3 separate regions of the Mus musculus genome follow, and all the other regions are linked to region 1. Evidence: chromatin contacts called from public ChIA-PET and HiChIP or PLAC-seq data. All regions are on one chromosome and are shown on one strand. Each heading gives the region's core, a stretch centred on a gene start, on an enhancer-like site or on the middle of the called end of the contact. The rest is flanking DNA. Distances are from core to core; before and after follow the strand shown.

Evidence for each region. ChIA-PET counts read pairs in DNA pulled down with a chosen protein or histone mark. HiChIP or PLAC-seq counts read pairs in DNA pulled down with a chosen protein or histone mark.
Region 2: an H3K4me3 HiChIP or PLAC-seq map of bone marrow-derived macrophages shows a contact between it and region 1, with 5 times the contacts expected there. The contact joins the enhancer-like site here to the promoter of Rsbn1l in region 1. A contact is called at or near these places in 4 of 39 promoter capture datasets (the C10 cell line and the HPC-7 cell line), 2 of 115 datasets of contacts at active chromatin or transcription factors (bone marrow-derived macrophages and embryonic limb bud) and 1 of 9 other capture datasets (adipose tissue).
Region 3: an RNA polymerase II ChIA-PET map of effector CD8 T cells shows a contact between it and region 1, with 17 read pairs. The contact joins the enhancer-like site here to the promoter of Rsbn1l in region 1. A contact is called at or near these places in 6 of 39 promoter capture datasets (the 3T3-L1 cell line, 3T3-L1-derived adipocytes, the HPC-7 cell line and 1 more), 2 of 15 datasets of contacts at CTCF or cohesin (CD8 T cells and the NIH/3T3 cell line), 1 of 484 Hi-C or Micro-C datasets (muscle stem cells), 7 of 115 datasets of contacts at active chromatin or transcription factors (bone marrow-derived dendritic cells, bone marrow-derived macrophages, effector CD8 T cells and 4 more) and 3 of 9 other capture datasets (adipose tissue, liver and pancreatic islet).

Annotation. Positions count from the first base shown.
Region 1 is chr5:20,950,409-20,953,524 of GRCm38.p6, forward strand. Rsbn1l (round spermatid basic protein 1-like) reads right to left here and starts at 1,414. Exons shown (of 8, transcript NM_001080977.1): 1 at 849-1,414. The coding sequence starts at 1,377. It overlaps A630072M18Rik (RIKEN cDNA A630072M18 gene), which reads left to right and starts at 581. Exons shown (of 1, transcript NR_030699.1): 1 at 581-3,116.
Region 2 is chr5:21,393,911-21,397,026 of GRCm38.p6, forward strand. The region is part of intron 2 of Ccdc146 (coiled-coil domain containing 146); the gene reads right to left. Among named protein-coding and RNA genes, the nearest start is that of Fgl2, 23 kb to the left of the region's middle. Within about 2 kb of position 1,446, at least 41 of the 459 cell types and tissues checked have an H3K27ac peak or open chromatin away from gene starts, as enhancers often do. A contact at or near this core is called in the HPC-7 cell line, adipose tissue and bone marrow-derived macrophages, where this site is marked.
Region 3 is chr5:21,225,904-21,229,019 of GRCm38.p6, forward strand. Gsap (gamma-secretase activating protein) reads left to right here. Exons shown (of 31, transcript NM_175437.3): 9 at 341-445; 10 at 871-930; 11 at 2,121-2,164. Among named protein-coding and RNA genes, the nearest start is that of Gsap, 41 kb to the left of the region's middle. Within about 2 kb of position 1,433, at least 8 of the 459 cell types and tissues checked have an H3K27ac peak or open chromatin away from gene starts, as enhancers often do. A contact at or near this core is called in CD8 T cells, effector CD8 T cells and memory CD8 T cells, where this site is marked.

The DNA of each region.
Region 1 (3,116 bases), core at 164-2,663:
GTATATTTATATAACCTCGTGATCACCTAAAGATCTACTTTCCAACCCATATCCACTTTGTATTAGTCAGATCTCTACATATCCACAGATGACTAGAATGACCCCTCATTTTAAAGAAAATACGGAAAACTCTGCTAGCTTACATTACAAAAGAAAACTGAAAAACAGTTGGGAATTCCCCCCCCCCACCCCACCCCACCCCCGGCAGAAACACTCTGAAGCCACTTGATCTGGCCAAAAGACGTCAAAACATCCGATTTTATCATTTGCTGAACGAGAAAGAAAGAAGAAAAAAAAAAAAAAAGAATATGGCTGAAAGCTTCTGAAGGGTAGTATTTAAAACAGGACCACGCAAAACACTTTAACAATATGGAATGTGGGCACCTCAGAAACCGCACACTTGGTGCCCTGCGCACGACCTCATCTCCCTAGTAGGGATGAAACATCCTGGTCCCCGTGGTCCCTGGGAGCTTCCAGCTTCCGCCAATACACCCGACCACCCACTTTTTTTTTTTTTTTTTTTTGGACAGGATATTCTGGCGTTGGAAGCTGCGTCGCAAACATGAATTTCCTGCGATCCAGTCCGATCCCTTTCGTAATCTTTAAAAGACCTGTTCTCTTCTGCCTCCCCAGCCAAAAACACACCGGGGAGCGGGGTCCTCTAGACCCACTCCTTCACGCGCGTCCTGCTGCGCGTTAACTGGAAGGCGAAACCGACACCGAAAACCAGGAGTTTCAGCCATCCCCCCGGTCGGCGACCGAAACTCCAGGCTCCATTTACTTCTGGCCCCGCGGAAGGCTGCAGCCCCGCCGGCCGCCGGCGCTCCCCTCCCCCGCGCGGCACCCACCTCGCGGCAGCGGCTTCGCCTCGCCGTTCTCATCCCGGGCGGCGGCGCCGAGGCCGTGCTGCCTCCGCTTCTCCTTCTCGCGCTTCTCCTTGGGTCTGCGCGGCTTGGCGGCGGCCGGCGGAGCGACGGGCGGGAGCAGGACGCGGTGAGGCTGAGCGTGCAGCAGCGAGGGAGTGACCAGCAGTTTGCGCGGCAGCGGCTGAGACGAGGAAGCGGAGGCTGAGGAGACGCTCGGGCTGGCGGAGAAAGAGTAACAGCTCCGAGAGGTGGACGAGGAGGAGGCGGCGGGCCGAGCCGCGAAGCTCCACGCCGCCGGGCTGCCGAAGCTCTGGGGCTGCAGCTGCCCGCCGTTCCCGCCGCTGCCCCCCTCCCCGTTCACTCTCCGCGGCGCCTTCTTCTCCTCGGTGCGAACCTTCTTGGCAGACATAGAGCCCGGCGGCTCCCGCGAGGAAGGCTGTACTTTGCCAGATGCTTCCTTCTCAGAGAGGAGAGCCACGGCGCCGCGAGCTGGGTTCGGCGGTTCCGCCATTTTGCGCTCCTGTTGTATTTACTCTCCGCCGCTCCCCGGAGCGGGGGCGCGGGGCGGGGTGCCTAGGTCCAGGCCGAGCTCCCATTGGGCGCGCTAAACTGAGAGATCCCGGAACAAACCAATCAAAGACGCGGACAGAAGCCGTCGGGGTGGGGTCACCGAGCGGACCTTCATTTGGAGGTCAGAGGTCTTTTCGGCGCGGCTGATGGAGAGCTCGCTGAGAAGGGAGGATCTCCCGACCGTCGCTCGGGAGCCCCGAATCTGCCCGGACCGAGGTAGCGCTGCCGTTCGCTCAAAGACTTTGCCTTGTTTGTACCGCTCTCTCTTTTTACCTTGAGGTGGCTTGGGTCCCTTCTGCAGGTTCTGAAAAACGAGTTCTGGGTTGCTCGTCTCGGAGAAAATTTGTCGAGAGTCCGATCAGCAAAGGCAGAAATGGTGAAAAGTTGCCTTATTTTAACTAAGGTCGTAAAAGTTCGTACTTTAAAAGAGAGTTTTCTGCAGAGCTGGAACTTGGATCACTTCCGATCGTGAAGATAAAAATCACCCACCGTTTGGAGGCTTTAAATTGAGCTTGAGTGCTAAAGGTTTTCACTTTAATTATTCTTTAAACGACACCAGGAAAAAGCCACTAGCGGTGTTTGTAAATGTTTGAAAATGCAGTTAGAGTTCTGTATTTCAGAGTCAGCGCTATGAAACTTCGCCAAGCATGTACCTTGATTTTTATCTCAAAAGATAAGGAATTTGGGGGAATGGGTTACAACACAGTTCAAGCTTTAGACAAGAGCATGCCTTAAAGTCTTAGATCTTTTGTGAGATTAGAATGTAAAGATAACACATGATCATATTAGCTCAGCAAGAAAAAGGAGTTTTCTGATCCCCTAAGAGGGACATTAGCAGTTACTTTCCGCAGCTAACAGTTGCCTTTCAGGAAACTGCAATGGTCTGTTGTTACTCCTCTTTTACTCCAAACCCACTTCTTTAGGACTCGGTGAGGGGAACACATCAAAATCTAACGCTGTTTGTAAATACATTTTTCTTTTTTTGGTTGGTTGGTTGGTTCGTTTGTTTTTTGAGTCATAGTCTTCCAATATTGTCCTGGCTGTCCTGTAAACCAGCCTGGCCTCGAACTCAAATCTTCCTGCATTTGCCCAACTCCCTTTCCCCCAGTGCTGGAATTAAAGAAAGGTGTGTACCACTGCATCTGTCCTCATTGTTTTTAGTTTTTAGAAGTAAATTGTTAATATATAGAGTATTCCCTGAAGCTAGACCCAGAGAGACAAATTTTGCATATTTTCTCTAATGTGTGTAATCTAGTTTTAAAAACACACACACAACATAAAAATAGAAGGGAAATGGGAAAAAGAAAGGTGATGAGCATAAGAAAGAAAGTCACTTCATCTCCCTCACCTGGGAATGAGTATGTCTACATCCAGGGCAGGGGATGAGGGAGTGGTGGTGTGACTGAGCAAATAAGGGTACAACATGGAAAGTGTTGGAATGAAACTGAACGCTAAGTAAGAAAACAAAAGGAAAAGGGGTTTCCTCTCTAGATTATCTAATTGGGACATTCATAACAGTGTCAGTTAGTCTAATGATTTTTTTTTAATTTTTTCGGTTTTTGAGACAGGGTTTCTCTGTATAGCCCTGGCTGTCCTGGAACTCACTCTAGACCAGGCTGGCCTCAAACTCAGAAATCCGCCTGTCTCTGCCTCCTAAGTGCTGGGATTAAGGGTGTGTGC
Region 2 (3,116 bases), core at 196-2,695, 440 kb after region 1:
TGGCCATCCATCCCTTGGTACCAACTAAAGCTTCAGCTACAGGGACAGGGGTTCATTCGCTTGTGTTGTTGACAGAAAGGGTCCCATGGAAAGCCCCAAACAACTCAGACTGTTGCCAAGACAATAGGTTGCTCTCCACAAACTGACAGCAAGCCTCTTTGCTGAAGGGAACACTCACACAGCTCACAGACCATGGGGAGGTTAAGGATTGTCGATGCAGAACCTTTACCCTGTATTCTATCATTTCTGACATGGAAAGGTACTCTGCGAGCTCCCAAAGGAGAAGCGTAAAATGCACCAACCCAACCACCAAACCTTTGTTCCACAATCTGTCCTGCTTGCAAAGTATGCTAGGGCAGCGGTAGCACAAAGCTTGTGGGAGTAACAATTTGACTCAAGGCCCACTCCATGAAATAGAACCCATACTTGGTACTGCTTGGATGATGAGGAGCTAGAGTCTAAATATCCCAGAAACCTAGGGCAACACCATATAGTACTGGTCTAAAAAAAAAATAAAGTATTAATAAAATGACATTCTGCTGGACTCGTAGATCAGTGCCTTGCTCTCAGCATCACAGAGGCTTCCTCCTGCAGCAGACGGGAGCAGATGAGAGAGAGAGAGAGAGAGAGAGAGAGAGAGAGAGAGAGAGGCCCATGGCTCTATAGTACAGAGAGGACCTTGGAACACACAGCTCCAAATGAGATGTCTCCATTAAAACTCCCCCTCTCAGAGCTCAGGGAACCCCAGGGAAGAGGAGGCAGAAGGAGTTGGGGAGGCAGAGGGGAAGGAAGATCCTAGGAAACAAGGCCTTCTAAATCAACTGAGCAAAGCTCATATGAACTTATAAAGACTCAAGCAGGCCACAGGGCCTGCACACGTGTGCACCAGGTCCTCTGCATATATACTATAGCTTTCCATATAGTGCCTTTATGGGACCCTGGAACCTGTAAACAAGTGGGTGGCTGGTTCCTGGGCCTTCTTGTGGGGCTCTTATATTTTTCGGTTGCCTTGGCTAGTCCAACTTTGATATGTTGAATTTTGTTTTATATTATATTTTAGTTTGTTAAAAGGTGAAAGGCAAAGTGAAGAAACTTTTCAATGCAGCTGGGAAAAGAGCCAGTAACAAGACCGTGGCAGCGAGTTTCTTGTTGGGAAGTGTTGGTCCTGAAGACAACTGTGGAAACCATTTCCTACTGTGATAAATAAAGAATTTTAAAAGATATTTACAAAACCTTGCTATAAACACTTTATTCATTATACATTTTGTAGGAAGTAAAGCAATGGATAGCTTAATACAAAACAAGCTCTAGGGAGGGTCATTTTACCAACAAAGGGAAGCCTATTAACTCACTCACCCACAGAATGCCACTCACCCGCACTCCCCAGCTAACAGGGCTCTGTCTGCTATCCTGACACACTCCATCGGTAGTACTTGATTGCAGTCTGTGTATTCTCCCTTGGGCCTCCTAATCAGGGTAGTGCTTCCTGTTCTCTAGCACTTGGCTCTGCTGTGTCAAAAGCTTAACTGTTGGCATAAGGATTATTTGCAAAGAAAGGAGGAAGAAGGAGCTGACTGGTGTCTGATAAGAGAATAATCAGGGAGGCAGGCAAAATAAAATAATACTCAAAATGAATTTTGTGCTTGTGGAATTGAGATGAAGTGTTTTATAGCTTCTAGATTTTGCCAGAGTGAAACACCCGACACCATGACACTCATAGTCAGGGTCAGTGCACACAGACAGAAACAGGTTTAACCACGCATGCATTGCAACATCTAAGGTTGAGCCCACCCCAGGAAAAACTCCGGTGGGCTGCTTATAAACTTCCTCTATGACATAGCAGCCTCACGTTTAGGCACACACCAATTCCTGAGGAAAAAAAGACAGTTACCATGCAGGAGTATAAACAAAGGGTCGTTCTGTTTTTACACAAAGTGTTATTAATGAATCTCACACATTCAATGACAAACAGGATGCCTGGTCAAAAACATGGCATATGATTCTATGTGCACAGTGTTTAGGAAGACGCTAACCAACAGAGTGAGTGGCAACTCTGAACATGGGCTGCCTTTGGTGGGAGTGACACCTGAGAAGGGTCCCAGAGAAGCTTCTAGGTTGCTAGAAATATACTTTGATCTGGTCAAGAACATGATGGTGGAAAAAAGATAAATTCAGGGCCATTTAAAGTGCACAGTTAACTCTCAAACTGACACTGAGAACTCAGAAGGGAAGCAAAATTTGGAGCCTTAACAAATTCTGATCCATGTGTGCTGGCTGTATAGCATCTTAAGATTCAAGGAGCAGCATACTGATACTTATGAGTTATACTTTATATATGCTATACATAAACATATATAAAGCAGACAACTTTCCAATGGGACAGAAAAGTTTGTAGAGCACCAGACCTCATGCTTATATATCAGTGGATTAGTGGATAGACAGCTATCTGTCCACCTTAGCTCACAGGCCACTGATGGACCCAAATGGCTCAACTCCCAAATGTCATTTTGAACACTGATCCTGCTTAGCAGGGTAGTTCCTGCCTCGATGATCTTATTATGTAGTCATAATATCAGAGAGGAACTTTTAAGTTTTCTGTGCAGTGCCTTATGAGAAGATATTTAGTAAATATTGGTTATTGACTAAGAACCAGGTAATGTCCACCTATTAATGCTACAGAGTTGGCAATCTAGAGACATTCCCACAAGCTAAGTGCTCAGGCAGTGTCCTGAAGAAGTGAGGGTTCAGGAAGGTTCAGAAGGTTAGGATACTTGCTAGGGTGACAAAGTATGGTCTACCGAAGGAGGGCCTCATTTGGAGTCTAAGTTGAAATGGCACAGATTTTATGTGGCAGTGTGAGTAGGCGGAATTTTGGGAAATGCTCTTACATCACATATTTTAATTTCCCAGGCTTCTGAATTTACCACCTCTAGATTTCAGAAAGTCTCCACTGAGAGAACCAATATAAATAGGCCATTAAGGCCTAAGTGAATGATTAAATTGAAAAATAGTCTGGTTCTAATTTGCAGAGGACCTTGAACACCACACTAAACACACACTTCAGCCAATGTCTGATGACAGTAAAAGCTGTGCGCTCTGCCGATCAGCACTGCAGG
Region 3 (3,116 bases), core at 183-2,682, 280 kb after region 1:
CCAGCCTCTGTCTTCGGAGGTGAAGGCTTTTGTCTGTAAAGACCTGGCCTAAGGGTACGATTACTATAGGAACTTACACAGGTTCTGTTAATACAGATGTTTTTGTGGAAGGTATGGTCTCTGCTGACTTGCCTGTTGAGCTAAGAGGAAGAATAGAGTACAGGCCATTAGGATAGAGGCAATGATGCCTGAAAAATTTTATGGAAAACTGTGTATATTTTGGATATGGGGAGGTGCTAATAAAAAATTAGTGGTATTTACATGAGTCATAGGGATAGGGCATATAAAAATAATTTAAGATGTCATTTTAAAAATACTTATTAAATCATTTTGTCCCTAGGTGATTAGAAATTCTAGCCATCTCCCAAGAGACAGACTAGCTGAAGACTTTGTTTGGGCTCAGTGGGATCTGTCAGAGCAGAGACTATACTACATTGAACTAAAGGTAAAAACTAGCCCATGGGTACCTATTACTATGGAAAGAATATAATGTTGACATCATTGCTGTGTCAATATTTATTTATTTTATTTTTTGCATATGATGTTTCCCTTGGATATATATCTGTGCGCCATGCCCTGTGGAGGGGAGAAGAGGGGGTTAGATCCCTGGGAACTAGAGTTACAGATGGTTAGGCGCCACCATGTGTGTGCCAGGAATCTAGCACAGGATCTCAGGAAGATCAGCCAGTGCTCCTTCCCACTGAGGCATCTGGCTAGCCCCTGCTGGGACTTTTTAGTAACCACAGTGTCTTTAATGGGGCAGTCAGTGAGGGTCTATTACAGATAATGAACAGGTTTTCATTATTGTTTCTTGACTACATTTTCTCTTCGGCCTTTTTATTTTGGGGATAATATGCATCTCTTTTCTAGGAGTCAAGGAGTATCTTGAAATGCATCCAGTTTAGGGCAGATGAAAGTTTTAACTTAATGGTGAGTACATAGAATGATTGGTCCTAGGAGGTTTTGCTAGAGTTGATATCATTAGCAAAAATTTGGGCGTTTTGCTATTGTACCAGTTACTTGCATGATCAAATAACGTGGCTTGTGCTGTCACAAGGCCTCAGCTCTCTAACAAATGCAGAGCTGATACAGGTGATGAGGATACCATGCACAGGAGAGTGTGTTTTTAAAGGAACCACCTAACAGGGACGTAGAGGAAGGCAATAGGTGGGATCCAGAGTCGATCACTCTAAGTGGTTGCAAGTCATTTGACTCAAAAGCAGTCATGGACAGAATGGGTTTGAGGAAGAAAGTCAGAGTGTATATAGTTGAGTAAGTACCCAGCATCACCTTGGAAAAGCTGTTGGGCTTAGTCTGTCTATGGGAAGGCGCCTCTTATGTCTTTATCTGGGAGGGGCAGTATTTCCTTCCTCTCTTAGGACCAATATTGGTATCAAGCACATATTGGTTTCACACTATTACAAGACTTTCTTACCATTTCCTGCCCCATTTTTAGCTCAACCACTCTGAAAGACCACCCAGGCTCCCTTCCTTCCATGACTGTCTGTGGCTTGTGAAAGGTTGCAGTTGTCAACCATCCTACTACAGTATACACTCTGTTAGTGATATTCATGTTAGAGGCTGTGTTAGCCTTGCAGGGAAGCATACACTGACCGTGTCTGTAAACACCAGGATGCTCCCAGTGCACTTCCTGCACTGTGGGGTGTGGGTCTAGCCTCTGGAGGTGATGGTTAAATGGACTCTACCACCAGGCCAGCCTAGCACTGGCAGTTTGCTTTGCATTCACAGCCATCATCATGTAATGCCTTTTTTTTTAAAAAACTTAATCTTTTTGAGATTATAATACAGTTAAAATCCCCCCTTACTTCCTCAGTCTTCTCTAAATTCATGGCCTCTTCTTGCATTCACTTTTATTGTATGTGTATATGGATATGTACATGCATGTATATGTATATTGGGTCTGTATTATTGTATGTGTATATGAATATGTACATGCATGTATATGTATATTGGGTCTGTATGTTACTTATTTGCATGTTTTCAGGGATGAGCATTTGTCACTAAACAACCCAGCCATGTGCTATTTTCTGGAGGACGTTCTGTAATGTCTGTGAAGATGCAATTTTAATGCTTATATCATCCACATTTTTTTTTAACAGTTTGAAATGCCCTTGGACATAACGTTAACTGGCTTGAGATTTAAGTAAGTCATCCCAGAATGTTAAATTTCATAGACATTTATAGGTAGCAAAATGATGACAGCGTTTCCTAATTGTGGTAGGTAAACACTCAGACAATCTGATATTCTGTGCATCCACTTTAAGATTTATTATTTTTATTTTATGTGTGTGGATGTTTAGCCTGCATATATGTCTGTACCACATGTGTAAAGTGTTTGCAGAGACCAGAAGAGGGTGTCAGATCCCCTGGAACTGGAGTACAGGCTGCTGTGAGCTATTGTGTGTGTTCTGATTCTCAAGCCTGGGCCCTCCAGAAGAGCCCTGGTGCTCTTAACTGATGAGCCCTGCCTGGCCCCTCATGGACCTATCCTTAATACTCCCGTTCGTTACAGTCTATAAACTGATTTCATAAGCACGGATACAGGATTAAATGCATAAAGTCACCTGTGTTAATTTTCTTAGCCATGTTTTTCTGCAGGGCACCTGCATTTATTTTGATGTGTGGAAGTTGCTTGACTCCTTGTGATTAAACAGAGAGGGTTTATGAGCCAGTGTGAATGCATTTAGCTCAAACATCAAAATGCTTCTTTATTGCCAACAAGAGGTCACAGGTCAACCCACTTATAACTCAGCCCAGGTCCTTGCTTTATTTTTTTTTTTCTGTTTTCCTCTTTACACAAAAGGCAAGACTTTAGAGTACTTAATGTGTATCAAAAGCTACAGCATTAAAAAAAAACAACAATAAGACAAAACATTGGACATCAAACGCCAGAAGAAAGGAATGCATAATGGCAGTCTTAAACTGTTCAGTATTTCACAAGCTTTATTTAAACATTTATAGATACTTAATTGTACCTATTTTGAAACATAGTATTATATTTTAGATATTACTATAAATGAAAAAAATTACAAAAGCATATGTTGTAATATCATTTTCTGTCTATTGCCAGGCCCACACCTTTAAGTACCACTTAT